3 separate regions of the Sus scrofa genome follow, and regions 1 and 3 are each linked to region 2. The links are chromatin contacts, called in public HiChIP or PLAC-seq maps. All regions are on one chromosome and are shown on one strand. The core of a region is the stretch at or near the end of the contact, and the rest is flanking DNA. Distances in the headings are between cores, read along the strand shown.

Region 1 (3,926 bases), core at 818-3,317, 960 kb after region 2:
ATATTGCATGGCACATAGGAGTCAAGAAGAGAGCTGTTACAGTTGTTTTAATGATTTTTATTTTGTTTCCATTATAGCTGGTTTACAGTGTTCTGTCAGTTTTCTACTATACAGCAAGGTGACCCTATCACACATACATTTTTTTCTCACATTATCATGCTTCATCATAAGTGACTATAGTTCCCAGTGCTGTTACAGTTATTTTAAATTAGAACCTGGCTCTAACAGCATATACAGCAAGGTAGGGAAACCCTGTTTTGTTTATTTTTGTGTCTCTAGTCCTAGTAGAAGGCCTGGAACTAAGTTGATTCAACAAAGAAAGACTTGTTGATGTGCCAATTTAAGAACATACCTGCCACAATTTATCTCCAAACATGTTCTTTTGAGTTGAACTCCCAACTAAAACAAGTACAAAAAGGCATTTCAACCATTTAACAATTTTCATTAGCAAAAGAAAAGGAGGCCCATATCCACTTGCCTAAAAAAAAAAGTTTCAAAGATAAGAAAACAAGAGAGCAATCAAGCAGTGCAGGATAACTGCAGAAGAGTTCCAGTTAAAGTGGCTTTTAGAAGTTCCTATTGTGGCTCAGCCTGTAAGGAACCTCACTAGTAACCATGACAACTTAAGTTCAATCCCTAATCCCGCTCAGTGGGTTAAGGAATGGTGTAGGTTGCAGATGCACTTCTGGATCTGCATTGCTGTGACTGTGGCCCCTAGCCTGACAATTTCCATATACTGAAGGTGAAGCCCTAAAAAGCAAAAAGAAAAGAAAAAAAAGGACTTATCTCTATCAGTGTGGGCCTTTATTTTCTTGCATGCTCACTATAGTTCCTTGATATGATTTAATAAGAGTATTAAACACTTTGTGCCAGGAGTTCCCGTTGTGGCTCAGTGGTTAACGAATCTGATTAGGAACCACGAGGTTGCGGGTTCGGTCCCTGGCCTTGCTCAGTGGGTGAAAGATCCGGCGTTGCCCTGAGCTGTGGTGTAGGTCGGAGACGAGGCTGGGATCCTGCATTGCTGTGGCTGTGGCGTAGGCCGGTGGCTACAGCTCACGATTGGACCCCTAGCCCGGGAATCTCCATATGCCACGGGAGTGGCCCTAGAAAAGGCAAAGACAAAAAAAACAAAAAAACAAAAAACAAACTTTGTGCCAGACACAGGTCTGTGGATACAGCAAGAGCAAAAGTCCTTCCTTACCTTTAAGGATCTCACATTCTTGGTGGTAAAGGGTGGACAAATGTCTGTAAGTGATAACTGTCATATAAGCAAGTAAAGACAGTAAGAGCGATGGTGCAAGTGTGCTCTTTTGGATAGAGCTGGTCTGTGAAGTTTCAGATGTCCACCTTTGAGAAGGGAACTGAAATACTTGTGGAACATCTACCACGTGGCTCAGCATAAGCAACCCGACAAGGATCCATGAGGTCTTGAGTTTGATTCCTGGCCTCAGTCAGTGGGTTAAGGATCCAGCAGTTGCCGTGAGCTGAGGTGTAGGCTGGCAGTTGCAGCTCCGATTTGGCCCCTAGCCTGGGAACCTCCATATGCCCCGGGTGCGGCCCTAAAAAGAAAAAAAAAAAAAAAAAAATCTGGAGGAAGTGTTCTAGCGCAGGCTATAGCAAACGCAAAGTCCTGAAGTGGATCGAGCCTGCGTGTTGTAGGAACAGCTAGAAAACCAGAGAGGCGTGCGAGGGTTCTATGCGGCTGGAGGAAGGCAGGAGCATATTCAATGTACATACAGATATTTTCCTACCTGAGACCACACTGCTAAGGGAGGGAGAGTGTACAAATCTCTCAAGAGGCCACAAAGGGCAGGATGAAGAGGACCAACGGCCGGGCTACCGGGAAGACTTTCCTCCAACGGTAGTACCCTGACTACAGGCAAGGGATGGAATGTGTCCTGCCCTCATTAGACCAACCTTTGCCGAGGGGCGCGGGCGAACCGCGGGGGCGAAACTCGGCCACCCCCGGCCCACCCGGCCCGCTGGCGCTGCACCGGCTGCGGTTACCAGCAGGCGGTGTAGTGAGCGCGCCAGCAGCCGCCACCGCCCGCCTGTCCCAGCGAGGAGGAGAAAGGAGGGGACCGGAAGGAGCCGCTGGTGCTGCGGGAAGTAGCAGGAGCGGGAGGCGGGGACCCACCTGGAAGCGCCCCGGCGCCGCTGTCGAGCTTCCTGCGGCGGCGGCCACCCAAGCCAGTGCCGTGGCGGGGGCGGAGAGCAGCCACGACGGCGGCGCCTCCCCGAGTGGCCCGAGGTGCCTGGCCCCACGCGAAAGGTGAGCAGGCGCTCGGGGCACGTGGTGGCGGCTAGAGATGGGGGAGGGAGAACGGAGCAGGAGGGAACCACCGGACAACCGATTCTGGGACCCGGATTTGGAACCGAGTGCAGGGAGGGGGTGGGCTGGAGGTAGCGGCGGCGGCGGCTGCGGCGGCGACGGCGAAGCCCCCACGTGGGGCGGGGGTGCGCGCGCACGTGTGCGCGGGCAAAAGGGGGGCGGGGAAGTCTCTGGGGCGGACGACGGGCGCGCGCTCGCTTAGTAGCGGTCCACGTGACCGGCACGCAGAGACTCTGCCTCCACGTGACATATTGGGGAGGTTGGCTGAGGCAGAGGGCTGCTGTGTTTGTTGTAGTGTAATCGTGGTCGTCTGAGGTTTTAGGGTTGTTTGCCGCTTTTCATCTCTACTAGGGGGTTATGAAGAGAAATATAAGACAGAAAAGACTTTCTGTTTTTTCTGTGTCACACTCATTCTTCTCTTCGTTAACGAAATACTTTTTATATGCCGAAATACTAGTTTCTCTGTACCGCCATGTTGGTTCTGCCGCAAACTCGCGAGATGCTTGTGGGCTTGTATCGCGAGATCTCCCGATTCTCGCGGGACCTTGTTGGCAGAGCAGTTGTCCTGGATGGCGGAGCCCTGGGTTCCGGGGGGCTTGAGACTCGCAACTCTTTCTACAAGGCAAGTTGATAGGGAGGGGCCGGGGCACGTGCCTCTTGGTGCCGGGAGACATGCTGTGTCAGCTTCCTCTAGTCCTGAAGGGAATGTATTGACCCATTTGAGGCGACACTATTCTCCCCACCCCCCTGCGGGCGCTCCGCCACCTGCAGAAGCGAATGCATCCCTCAGCCGGGGCTCCTTCTCCCCCGCTCAGTGATCGTTCCTCCCCCGTCTCACTGGAAGTTTGGAGCAGTGCTCGCACAGACGTGACGATTCCATTGGATACCGTTCCTCTTACTTTCAGACGATCTTGTCAGTTTTTCCCCTTGTTGCCATTTTCTAAAGAATTCCAGACCTGTTAACATTCTGTCGCTTGTTTCTGCCGCAGTACCTTTCTCCACTGGCTCTTCTCTGACGCCTAAGATAGAGCGCGTTCCATTTCTTCTCTCTGGGCATCATTTACTCCTAAACATTTATTTGATCATTTGATAACTTCTCCCTCACTCTAATTTACTTTGTATTTACGATAACTTGTGGTAGTATTTGTAGGGATCCTTTATATCTATGACAATACCTGACGTCGGAATAAAACCGTTCTTTAATTTTTTGTACGTGCCTGTTAACTCATAATTATCGATAAGATTTTGATAAGTACTGTTATGCGGTTGCCATCTTTGTTGTTCAAGGATGAATGTTTTAGATTGCATATTTAAGGTAATGGGATGTTTTAAGCCATTTAAAAGCAAACTTCTCTTCGTAAACTTTGATGTCAAAGTAGAGTTCAATTTCTCCTTAAATGAATTTGACAGATTACTTTTTCTCCATTTCCCCAGTGTTTTATCAAAATGAATTTATTCTGTACTTTTTTTGGTATTCTTGAGCAGTATTTGGATATATTTAGTTATATATAAACTTTGCTAAGTTAATTACAAGACTAATTTGATAATTAAGTAATCCATTCATGGGTTTTTTTTTTTATTTTATAAACTACAA
Region 2 (3,556 bases), core at 382-2,881:
GGGATCAGATCCAAGCCACAGTTGTGACCTACCTCAGATCCTTTAACCCACTGTGCCAGGTGGGAGATTGAACCTGTATCCTAGAGTTCCCATTGTGGCACAGCAGTGACGAACCCAACTAGTTTTCATGAGGATACAGGTTCGATCCCTGGCCTTGCTCAGTGAGTTAAGGATCTGGCGTTGCCATGAGCTGTGATGTAGGCTGCAGATGCGGCCGGGAATCAGCATTGCTGTGGCTGTGGTTTGTAGGCCATAGCAGCTGTAGCTCTGAATCACCCCTAGCCTGGGAATCTCCATATGCCACAGGTGAGGCCCTAAAAAGCAAAAAAAACCTGCATCCTGGTGCTGCAGAGACACCTCACCTCCGCCACCAATCCTGTCTGTGCCAGACATCAAGGAGCCCTTCTTTTAAATGGATAGATATAAACAAGTATTTCATAGAAGAAATGTAAATAGCCAATACACATAGACTTGTTAGCCATCAGGGATAAACAAAAAATAAAATGAGAAACCACCTTTTGACCATCATGTTAGTAAATATTTTAAATACTCATTAAAAGCAAAGATTAAAAGGATTCAGGGAAGGAGGCACTACTATCACACTCCCAGGGATAGCACGGACAACTGAAGCTTTTGAAAAGTATCAAAATGCAAACCACATAATTCTTAAACAATTCCACGGCCAGGAGGTTATCATAAAAACATATATTTGTGCACAGTTACATGCCTAAAGATATTATAGGAGCATTGTTTATAACAGCAAACATAAGAAACAATTTAAATGTCCTTATAGAAAAAAAATAGGTAAATTAACTTTAGTTGTTTGCTAGAATGGATATTAACAGGAAACTGGCCCAAAGGATCAAACAAGTTCAAGCTCTAGTTTTTAGAGAGTCTCACAATCTTCAAGTTTGCATTCTGCTCTTCTCTCTCTCTTTCTCTCCCTCTCCCTCCCTTCAACTTTTCTGCCTCCTCCGCCACCCCTTCCACAACACAAACACACTCCAGAAAACTCCACATTTACTTTTGACTATCTCGTGTGGTGGAAAACAATTTGTGGCCCGATTTCAGTCTGGATCACCTGGAGATAAGGCAAATATAAAAGTCATTGTATCTTATAGGAACGAAGCGGTTAGAATCCTCCAAATGTGAAGAAGCGAACTCTACACAAGTTTATGCAGTTAAACCTACCTTCACATCGAAAAACTTCACATTCCTTAAAGGACATACAACACTGAGGTAGTCCAAGCTTTTCCATTGTAGTCACGCTAGTAACCACCGCTTTTTTCTCTAGATTTATAATGAATTCAGAATTGATATTATTTCCACTAAACAACAAACATGGATTAAGCGGTCCTATTTCGCACTTCGAAATTTCAGTCTCTTGAAAGGCAAAAAGGGTGATGGAAATGTCCAATTCTCCCAGGTAACCCCCTGGCATATAGGCACCAAGAATGTGATATTCATTATAAACCACTGTTAGAATAGATCCTTGATGAGAGCATCTGTCAAGCAACTTCTCTTTAGAGAATCCATGGACACTGGCCTTATAGAGAAGGCTAAACTGCTCTTTCCAAAATAAGTTTTCAGATGCTTTTCCTGCATCCAGGTCAAGCAAGTTGTCACTGCCATACTTCTCAACCTGGTGAAACATCAAATACATTTTTCATTAAATATTGCAAAACAGATAATATGTCTGTTAAAATATACTATCACAAAATTTACACTTATGTCTCTTATCTACTCTCCATTACATGTGAAAATGGTAACCGGGGTGAATAAACAGCAAGAAAAATCTAATCTACTTTTTTATCATGTGATTTTTTTTAATTTTTAAAAAAGTCTATTGTTGGCAAGTGGCTAGGAAAAAATAAAAAGCTTCAAGTCAGTTACCTGTTTGTAGAATCTATATAGGGGCTGAAGCTGAGGGTAGCTGCTCTGTTGGGACAGTTAGGCAGGCACGAAGGAGCAGAAAATTTCTCAGCAATCTTGAGGCTTCTGGAGACTCCGGGAAAAGGAAACTGAAACTCAGTGTGGCCCCGCCCAGGTGGCAGTGAGCGAGCTTCCCTCCAGTGAGCTGAGGGAACTGATCCAGTCAATTTTAGATGGTAAAATCATATCAGAATAACATTGGGAGAGTCAAGGAATTGAAGTCACAAGGGGGAAAAAAATCCTAATAGCGCACTGCTATTTTAAGTGACTTTTCAAAAAACATTTTTAAGGAAAATGCGATCAGTTTCTATATGTGCACATAAAAAAGTGCTGCCTATTCTAACTCCAGAGGCCCTCTCAAATTCACTCACTTACCTCGAGTCCCGCTTTCCATACATTCCAAATCCACATGTATCATTATGTAGATGGCTAAAATAACCTCCTAATTGGTCCCTCTGCTTTTCTACTTGCTCCCTCTCCAATTATTTGTCCTCAGTGCAGCCAGAATCAACTTCATTTGTTAAATGTATACTAAATCATATTATTTTACACTAAAATTCCTTCTCTGACTTCACTTTGCTGGGGTCACAAACTTGGGTCCTATAAGCCAAATACAACCTGCAGATTTGTTTTGTAGGGTTAACACAATTCCTCTTCTTCCTTTCTTTTCCCTTCCTTCTTTCCTTCGTTGGTGGGGCAGGGGGCATTTTAAGTTTGAATGCTTTTCATCATTTCAATTCCAACTGTCGCCACAAATCCCCTATTCCTGGTTCTGACAAATTTGAATTACCTGCCTGACCCAAAAAGGAATTAAAGTTTTTGACTCTATTAAAAAACAAAAGAAATATTGAATAAAAATGTTCTTTTTTTTTTTTTTTTGTCTTTTTGCCATTTCTTGGGCCGCTCCTGTGGCATATGGAGGTTCCCAGGCTAGGGGTCTAATCGGAGCTGCAGCTACCAGCCTACACCAGCGCCACAGCAGCGCAGGATCCAAGCCACGTCTGCGACCTCCACCACAGCTAATGGCAACAGCCGGATCCTTGACGCACTGAGCAAGGGCAGGGATGGAACCCGCAACCTCATGGTTCCTAGTCGGATTCGTTAACCACTACACCATAACGGGAACTCTGAATAAAAATATTCTAAACAGCCTTTAAGTATTATTTACTAAGCTAAAAATGTGCCAGAAGTTATTACATGCTTATTACTTGCTAGGCACTTTCCATGAATCTCATTTATTCTTTTCAATGTCTTTATGAGAAAGATTCCAATATGGCCTCCAGTATTCAGATAAATAAACAGAGTAATGGAGTTAAATAATTTGCCAAATTTCACTCTGCTACTGAGCTGTAGAGCCAAGATTTGAACTACAATCTAAGTGGAAACAGAATGATAGTGGTTTCACAGGTATATACATTTGTCAAAACTGATCAAATGATGTACTTCAACACATGCAATCTAATGCATTTCAATTATACCTTACTATAACTGTTAAACAGTCCACAATTTCCAAACAATATATTATGCTGGTTTTTTTCCCCTGAATTGTAAGGAAGTTTACAATACTGTTAAACGGCCTGGCCACAATCTTGAGGGCAATGGCATATATAAATTTACTTAAATA
Region 3 (3,487 bases), core at 531-3,030, 630 kb after region 2:
GTCAAGGATGCTACTTCACTACAATGCACGGTAGTAGTACAAAACAAGAATTATCTGGCCAAAAAATGTCAATAGTGCTGAGGCTGAGAAATCCTGCTCTAGACTGATTCTAAATTGTTCCCATCCTAGAATACCTATACTTCCAGAAGAATCTACCAAAAACTAGAAATGGAGGTCTTTACTTAGTTTTAATATTTAGAGACAACTAAAACTGTGGTATACACGAACTAAAGTTTATCTCTCTGGTTAACACTATGTTGATTAAGACATTTGTATATAAGTCTAATTAGTAAAATATGAAAAAATCAATTACCAATTAATAAATGTCATTTATTGGGCAGACTAAAACAATTGAAAAAATACTATTTAGTAATACCACCCAATGCTGCTTTTAGTTGGTTTTTTTTTTTTTACCAGTTATGCTTAAATCTGTAGTCCAATAAATTCACTGCTTTCCCAAATACAAATTTCCCCCAAATCTAAATAGATGGCTATGCACAATTAAAAAGATAATCAGAGCTATAAATGGATAGGATGGTAAGAAAAGCTCATTAGAGGGAAATGATGCCCCACGTGTATCTCTGTGCATGTAACTGCTTGGTTATCTGACTTATTTTAGTCCTTGAGCAAGTGAACCCAGTAATTTTAAGTATCAAGAAGACTGCAGCACACAGTTCTCTCTACTCATCACCAGCAATGGGACAAGTACACTTTGAAACCTAATTCACAAAACCCAAAACACTTTACTTGGTAAAGTTCACTTTACCTCATTCTTTGTCCCCTCAAAGGAAAGAATTTAGGGGTAAAAAATCACTGCGATCGACTCCTAAAGCATCCTAATGAGTCTGAAACTACTACCATTAAATTATATGCTACGACATGAGCTGAAGGTCTGAAGGAACGTCGGAAATTACCCAGTAACTGAAGTAGATAACAGAAAATACAAATAATAACAATCGTCATCATCATCTAGCCCTGGGACGGCAATACAACACATTATATTTGAAATCTCACAGGCTGCAGCTGGGGAAAACTATTTCTAAGAAGCCATATGGTCAATTTTGGTCAGGAAATGGATGCTGTTCTCAACTTCAAGGAGCTCAGTAAAAGTGGCCAGGGATACGTACACACACACTAGGTTACAAAACCTGTTTAAAACTGAGTTTTAGGAACAATCACGGTAAGGTAAAGAAAAAGGCAATCATAACCTCAGAGCCTCACTCACATTATTTGCACAAAACCTTCGAAATAAGCTCCAGAACTAAGGCCCCCACCCTGAATTCATCCCCTCTTGTGATAAAACTAAGAAATCTGACAATCTACAAGTAAAATACAGGGACACTTTACTACCCTGAAAATCACGCCGCGTTCCCGCTAGGCCGGGCAGACGTCTTCCGGAGCATCATCGCGCCGCGTAGCTCGCCCAATTCTCCCAGGTGCACTTCTGGAGGCAGCGCTCTCAAGAGTCACTGTTGCGCTGTCGTTACGCCTATCGACGTCATCCCTTCCCCGTGGATACACTGCACGACCCTCGGAGGGAAACCCACCCACACTACTTCCCTGAGCCGGCGACTGATAAGAAACTACTCCTTTTCTTCGGGCTTTCCAAAACTCGAACCATTGGCGCCCGCACTGCCAGTCTTACCCACCGCCCCCGTGTGACCACCGCACAACTTCAACCTAAGAACACAAAGAGGAGGTGCCTAAAGGACCCCCATTCTCGCGAAACCTAAAGACAATTCTCGCGACATCTCGCTGCCTTCGCCCTCCCCAGCCCCACCCCCATACCAGCTCGTAGCCTCAAAACACCGCGAGATTTTCTCCTTTCAGTCTCCGCCCCTTTACGGCACGATGGTCGCACAAGAATGTGATACAGCCTCGACGGCCGCCATTTTCTTTCTTTCTTAGCAGTTGGCAGAGGGGTCTCTACGAAGAAGCGGTAGCGGCCACTGTAGTGTAAGCATGGCAGATTATTCAACAGTACCTCCACCCTCCTCTGGCTCAGCTGGTGGTGGAGGCGGCGGCGGCGGCGGTGGAGGAGTTAACGATGCTTTCAAAGATGCGCTGCAGCGAGCCCGGCAGGTAAGTCAGGACCGCGCGGCGGGATCCCGATAGCTCACGGTAATTGGCCGCTGGCTGAGTAGGCCGCTACTTCGCGCCTGAGCGAGAGAAGTGCCCTTCCGGGCTCTGAATTGTGAGAAGTCTCCCGTTTCCCCACGTTGGTGTTGCCGACGAGAGGCTGGAATTCGGTTTTGTGTCCTCGGCGTTTAAGCCACTTGGAACCCCGACGCGAACTACGCGAAGATGGCTTTAGGTTTTTCTCCCGCTTCTGCGGCACTCACGCTTTTTTCTCCAAGGAGTTAAGATTTCCTTTTTCTCAGAGTGAACATCATCCTCCATGGGATAAAGCGCGCGTAGTTTTACACAATAGTGTGGAAGCTTCTGGTAATGAGTTTGGCAAAGGACTAGGGTCCGTCCGCAGGAGCCATAGTAAGGAAAGGTATCTGTCATTAAAGCATTTTTTAGACTTTCCAGCCCATTCGAGCTCTCTCGCAATTAATCTTTCGGTGGCCATAAGCTTTCACACCTACAAGAATTATGAGAGCACTGGTATCCCGGGTTGGAATCCCTCCTCAGGGCGGGATTGACTTGTCTTCTACCGTTCCTTCTCTCTTATTTCTCAAAATGGCTTCAGGCCCATTATACCCGAAGTTTCAATTTGAATCTACCTCTCAGTTCGGAGTCGTAAACTGAGCAGACCTCTTTGTATTACGTAGGTGCGTACATTTGCCCTGAAGTCACTTCTTTCCTAAGCGAAAGCTGTTTTAAAAAAAAGTATGTTGTGCTCCAGGATGTAATTTGAACTTTGCCTTCGTTAAATTCCCTTAATATAATTGTAACTTTAGAATATTGTTGGTGTGGACTTGGTGTTTAAGCAACAGTAAGAATCTTGTTAAGACCCAATGCACATTAGGTGCTAGACGCTTTTTGAGTAGGCTGTTAAACTAATGGTAATCAGAAACTAATCTTGTGGTGTATTTTCATTGCATTAGAAGTTGACTTCCTTAACCTACTTTTCACCCTCCAGTTGGTTAAAGGATTGTTTGAGTCAAAATCCATAAAATCTGTAGTAATGTAGCAAATTGCCCGTACTTTTATAGTATGAACATATTAATAAAAATGTACCTGTGCTTGTTTATAATCAAAAATATTCCAGAGTCAACAGAAAGACATTAATAAATACTAAGTCTGTGATTTCTTCACTTAATATTTATTTTTTCTGAACAAGTTTAGAATAGCAACTGAAACATTTATCATGACAGGGACTCTGTTAGACGGGTTTTATTATAGATTGGATTGGTAGACTCACCTGAATTATGTTATTCAACTAGCATGTTAAATTAAATTGTGCCACACAATGTATTTATATACTGGAGACTTTTTTTAATGTGTTAATTGGGTTTTTGCCTTATTTGAAACTGTGATA

What was found. HiChIP or PLAC-seq counts read pairs in DNA pulled down with a chosen protein or histone mark.
Region 1: a contact with region 2 is called in an H3K27ac HiChIP or PLAC-seq map of alveolar macrophages. The contact joins the promoter of ZZZ3 here to the promoter of IFI44 in region 2. A contact is called at or near these places in 1 of 5 promoter capture datasets (liver) and 2 of 2 datasets of contacts at active chromatin or transcription factors (alveolar macrophages and skeletal muscle).
Region 3: a contact with region 2 is called in an H3K27ac HiChIP or PLAC-seq map of alveolar macrophages. The contact joins the promoter of FUBP1 here to the promoter of IFI44 in region 2. A contact is called at or near these places in 1 of 5 promoter capture datasets (liver), 1 of 47 Hi-C or Micro-C datasets (embryonic fibroblasts) and 2 of 2 datasets of contacts at active chromatin or transcription factors (alveolar macrophages and skeletal muscle).

Annotation. Positions count from the first base shown.
Region 1 is chr6:135,604,078-135,608,003 of Sscrofa11.1, forward strand. It overlaps ZZZ3 (ZZ-type zinc finger-containing protein 3), which reads left to right and starts at 2,068. Exons shown (of 14, transcript XM_005653415.3): 1 at 2,068-2,272.
Region 2 is chr6:134,648,226-134,651,781 of Sscrofa11.1, forward strand. IFI44 (interferon induced protein 44) reads right to left here and starts at 1,632. Exons shown (of 8, transcript NM_001246205.1): 1 at 1,575-1,632; 2 at 1,192-1,572. The coding sequence starts at 1,632.
Region 3 is chr6:135,279,694-135,283,180 of Sscrofa11.1, forward strand. It overlaps FUBP1 (far upstream element-binding protein 1), which reads left to right and starts at 1,781. Exons shown (of 20, transcript XM_021096436.1): 1 at 1,781-2,082. The coding sequence starts at 1,963. It overlaps DNAJB4 (dnaJ homolog subfamily B member 4), which reads right to left and starts at 1,683. Exons shown (of 3, transcript XM_021096446.1): 1 at 1,351-1,683.